Linked DNA regions of Gossypium hirsutum: region 1 is linked to region 2. The links are chromatin contacts, called in public Hi-C maps. All regions are on one chromosome and are shown on one strand. The core of a region is the stretch at or near the end of the contact, and the rest is flanking DNA. Distances in the headings are between cores, read along the strand shown.

Region 1 (2,700 bases), core at 97-2,596, 62 kb after region 2:
CAATTCATTGTCATTATCGGCGTTCAATTTTTCACATGTAAAGTAAGAGTATTTTCATCAATACTCAATCGATTTAATGCTTGATTGGCTCATGACAGTAACTTAATCAAGTGCTTAATATATAGTATGAATAAAAGAAATGGGTAAACTACTTAATTAGCCACTGAATTTTTGCAAGTTCTTATTTTAGTCACCTAATTATGACAATTTTTAATTTGATCACTAAACTATTCGAATTTATTTTTATTAATCACTGTGTCACTAAGTTTGAAACAACTAGATGATGCGGCCATTATAAACTACATGAATGGTCACTCAACTATGAGAGTGTTTCTGTTTTGATAATCCAACTATATAAAAAATTATTTAGTCACTAATGTTTCCAAAATTAATTTTTTTAGTAACATGCCATTAAAGTTATAACAAACGTTGGACATGGCCTTTTTTTATTGGTCTAATAACAAATTTTACCATTCAATATTTATATGTTCTATCAATTTAGTCTTAATTCTAAAAAATATCAATAAATTTTAACTCTAAACATTCTTACTAGTGTTTGGCTCTAGAAAATTTTTTAATAGTTTTTTATTTGACGCTAGTAAGACTTGAGTTTTTTAGGCACAAAAGAACCACTATTTTAACATAAAAATTTACAACAAAAACAATAATAAACAACTTTCTGACGATTTATTATCTCTTTGGCGTCGGAAACTAAAAACCTTTGAATTTTCTAGTGTCGAAAAAACATTGTTTAATCTAAAGTGTTAAAAAAAAATTTACCAACAGCTTAAGATTTTTTGTGGCATAAGAAACTAGAAACCTTTGAATTTTATTGCAGTGAATAACACCACCTAACATGAAATTAATATATTTTGTAAATATTAAATGTTAAATTTTTTAAATTTTTTAAAAAGTTGAACTAATTTATAGATGATATAAATATTGAATGACTAAATTTGTTATTAAAGATATGGTGACTAAAAAAATTTAATGATTAAATTGAAAATTTTTTATAATTAGATAATTAAAACAAAAACATTCTCATAATTAAACCATCATTAATATAGTTTATGACAGTCATGTTATCCAACAGTTTCAAATTTAATGGCTAAAATTATAAATTTAAATAATTTAACGATAAATTAAAAATTTTCACCAAAATAAAACACAAAAAATTCAGTATATTGAAGGAAATTAACGTGGTATTCGTTTATCCTTTTTGGAGCGGTCGTATAATCACCGTTGATAAAAATCCGAATTTTGGATAACATATTAAGTAATGTAGTCCTCTCCACATGTTAATAGGGTGCAGTGTAGTGCTTTTTGTCCCTGTGCATCCGTGAGCCACACATTAATTAAATTTTTCTTTTTTCAGAAAACACACATTAATTAACTTTTATTCTATACGCTATACATGTTAATAGATTTGCTCCTAAATTTGACAATTTTCTCATATTAATCCCTAAATTTCTTTTATCATATTGGTTATTAAGGTTGGCATGTGTTATATAGACTGGTCTCTACATTAACACCGTGTATTTTTTTAAGAATTTGTTGATGTGGATAAGTATGGGGTTAAAATTTTATTTTTTATATATTCAATTTTTTTGAATTTTTTTCAAAATTTAAAGTTTTTTTTTAATGTTTTAAGAAAAATGAATCTACATGTCGTCCCTTTATTTCTTCACGTGTCGCTCTCATACTTGTCCACATCAGCATATTCTTCAAAAACAAATTGTGTTAGTGTAGGGATTAATATGTTTAGTGGATGTCAATTTTAGGGACTAATATGATTCAAAAAAAATAGAGGTCAATGTGAGAAAAGTTGCCAAATTTAGGGGTTAATCTATATATTAAGCCTTAAAAAACTAACGATGTTAACAATAAAGACCAATTTATGTAAGAGATGCCAACTTTAGGAAGTAATGCGATAAAAAAAAGTTTAGAGCCAATTTGAGAAAAGTTACCAAATTTAGGGGTCAATCTATATATTTAGCCAAAAAAAAAAACTAAAGTATAACATTCCTTTGAAGTATTAGTTATAAGTTTAAACTTTGATATTGTATTTTTTTTAAGTAGTTTTTTAATTTTTACATAAATATTTATTGAAAAGAATATTTTAGTTATTTTCTACTGACTTTGATCCAATTAGAGGGAGATATATGCGCTCTTCTGGTTCTAGCCTAGCCCACAGGATTATGATAAAAAGTTCACTGTTTTTGGATTTATTCAAATTAACTTTTTTTCTTCAAAAGAATTTGTTTTTGGATCATTCAAATCAAATTTATTGGTTTAAAGTTTTGCTACTTTTTTTTTAATAGTGAAATACTCATTAAGTCCTTATCAAATTTGTCAGTTCCTTCAATTTTTTTTACTAACTAAATTCTGGATTTTGTAAAAAAATAATTCCAGCATAAAATAAAATTTATCATATTATTACAAAAAAATGTTTTAACTTTTATAAGGGAAATTAGTAAAATTTAAAAATTTATCACAGTATTTAGAATATATGTCTGCATTTAAAATTTCATGTAATAAATGTTTTATATGAAATAGAAAATTTGAAACTAATAATAATAATCAGATTATGGTAAATTCATAATATGCGTGAAAAATAAAATTATGTAATAAATATGTCTTTTTAAAAATTGATATAAATAATAAATGAGGTTTTAGCTTAATGGTAAAATATAAATCATA
Region 2 (2,700 bases), core at 174-2,673:
ACTCTAATATTGTGACCGTCCCTTCAAAATGATACTAATATGATAATAAAAAAGAAAGTGGGCGCAGTGGTAGAGCACTAAATAAGACAATTCATAGACGAGGGGGACGTTTTAAAATTGCTGGAAATTCATGTGTCTCACTTCCCGATGCTATGAATTCCATGGCAAAGCTTATTGGTGAACAAGTGGAGACCTTTACTGATAAGGTTATCATTAATGATGCAGGAGATAAAACTCCCATTACCCCTTGAAAGGTTAGTCCCCGTATTTTTAAATTTTTAATTTATAAATTTTACTATTTTTTTGTTGTAATTGTTAGGGTTGTGCTAGTTCGAAGTTTATTCAGGTTTTTTGTAAATATAATCGGAAACATAAACCAAATTTTATTGGCCTTATAAAAATAAGAGTTAGTGAGGGAAAAGCTGATTCAGTTATTGCAAAGCTTGGTTTTCATTACTCTCATCGTGTGGAGGCAGTGAGCTTTTCAGGTGGTATTTGGATTGATTGGAAAGAATCCGTTTGTGTGGAGGTTCTAAAAAACCATTCTCAATTTGTGTTAGTTAGAGTTACTGGAACTTCTTTCCGACAGCCTTTTTTGGTTACTTTTGTATATGCTAGCCCTAATCACAGTAAACGGAGACTTTTTTGAGAGGCTTTATAGAGAACTATTCCAGTAGATGGGTCTCCGTGGATGGCAATTGGTGACTTTAACACTATTCTTTCTACTACTGAGAAAAGAGGGAGTCGGACTCTTAGAAAGAGATACCCCTTTTTTGGTGAACTTATGGACTCCACCTTATTGCAAGATTTAGGCTTTAGAGGTCCACAATTCACTTGGCAGAGAGGGGGAATTCTGGAGCGTCTGGATAGGGCTATCTGTAACAATGCTTGATGTACCTTTTTTCCTAATTCCATGGTGACTCACTTGCCTAGACTTAAATTCGATCATAAACCCTTAAACTATCTTTGATGCCTGATTTCCTTTCCTCAAAAGGGGCGTCCATTTAGATTTTTAGTAGGTTGGATTGAACATCTAGCATTCTCGAATTTTGTAAAGGAGAATTAAAGGATTTCTGCTAATATGTCGATGATTAATTTTGAGTTTACTGATTAAGTCAAAAGATAGAATAAGGATGTGTATGGTCATATTCATACTCGCATGAAGTTTCTGACTAAGAAACTACACAATATTGAGGTTGAGCGCAGTAGAAGAAACTCGACTTTTATCAACCAGGTTGAGTTGGAGATTAGAGAGGATTTGGAAAATGTGTTGCATCATGAAGAGATTCTTTGGTAAAAGAAAGCTCGTTGTGATTGGTTAGTTTTAGTGGATCGAAACACCAAATTTTTTCACGCGCGTACTTTGAGGAGAAGAAAGTAGAATCAAATCACCGCTTTAAAAAATGATTTAGGCGAATGGATCATGAATGAAGAACAACTAAAATTTGAAGTGGTAAATTTCTATAAAGCCTTGTATGGTGAGCATCCCGGCTCGATGAGAGGTTTGCCCTTGAGCGCTTTTCCACCTCTCTCTGACGAGGATTTTATTCTCCTAAACAGTCCAATTTCTGATGAGGAAATTAAAGTTGCTTTGTTTGACATGGCACCTTTGAAGGTTCCAGAAAGTGATGGTTTTTACGCTATTTCTACCAAAGTTAGTGGGATCACGTTGGCGCCTCCGTTTGCAGTTGGGTTAAGGGTATTTTTGCTGGTGAAAGCATTGATCCGGAATTAAATAATTCGCTTATAGTTCTTATCCCTAAAACTCAAAATTTGGAAGGCTTCGCCCAATTTTGGCTAATCAGTTTATGTTCTGTTCTATATAAACTGGTTGTGAAGGTTATTGCTAATCATTTTAAAATGGTTTTCCCTAAGTTTATAGCTCTCGAGCAGGCTGGTTTCTTAGTTGGACAGAATATGACGGATAATATTTTCATTACTCAAGAGGTTATACATTCTATGAGGAGAACGCAAAAAAAGAGGATGTGGATGGCCATCAAAATTGATCTAGAAAAAGCCTATGATCGAGTGCATTGGGACTTCATTGACTTGTCACTCCAAGCTGCAGGTATTCCTAATTTTTTATGTAATTTTATTATGTCTGTAATTTCCAGCTCTACTATACAGGTGTTGTGGAATGGGGTTCCAACTTTGAAGTTTCGACCTACCAGAGGCGTTCGAAAAGGTTGCCATTTATCTCCGTATTTATTCATTTTGTGCATGGAATGGTTATGTCACAATATTCATGCTGCTATTAGTACTGGCAATTGGATCCCTATTCGACTTGCTTGCAATGGTCCACCGCTTTCTCATTTGCTTTTCGCGGATGATTTGATCCTCTTCGGTCATGCTGGGGAACATCAGGCTTGAATCATCAATAATATTCTTGATGATTTTTGTAACTACTCGGGTCATAGAATTAATATGAGGAAGACAAATATTTTTTTCTTCAAAGGCATAAATGGCAGTTTGAGGAGGCGTATCAGCAATTTCTTTGGTTTTCAAGAAGTGAAGAACTTGGGACTTATTTAGGTGTTCCCTTTTTTCATGAGAGGGTTACAAATAACATGCTGCGCTTTATGGTTGATAAGGTTCGTAACAAGCTATCTAGTTGGGACGTCAGACAACTTTCCTTGGCAGGTAGGGTTACTTTATCTCAATATGTCATTCTATCGATCTAAAGTTACTTTATGCAGACAA

The links. A called contact is a pair of places that touch in the nucleus more often than the background predicts.
Region 1: a Hi-C map of leaf shows a contact between it and region 2, with 3 times the contacts expected there. The contact joins the enhancer-like site here to the promoter of LOC107952461 in region 2. A contact is called at or near these places in 14 of 34 Hi-C or Micro-C datasets (callus, fibers, hypocotyl and 3 more).

The regions. Positions count from the first base shown.
Region 1 is chrA02:12,109,300-12,111,999 of Gossypium_hirsutum_v2.1, forward strand. No RefSeq gene overlaps it. Among protein-coding and RNA genes, the nearest start is that of LOC121216018, 8.6 kb to the left of the region's middle. Within about 2 kb of position 1,347, at least 1 of the 9 cell types and tissues checked has an H3K27ac peak or open chromatin away from gene starts, as enhancers often do. A contact at or near this core is called in leaf, where this site is marked.
Region 2 is chrA02:12,047,386-12,050,085 of Gossypium_hirsutum_v2.1, forward strand. LOC107952461 reads left to right here and starts at 1,424. Exons shown (of 6, transcript XM_016887713.1): 1 at 1,424-1,699; 2 at 1,840-2,068; 3 at 2,128-2,185; 4 at 2,259-2,364; 5 at 2,469-2,591; 6 at 2,697-2,700. The coding sequence starts at 1,424.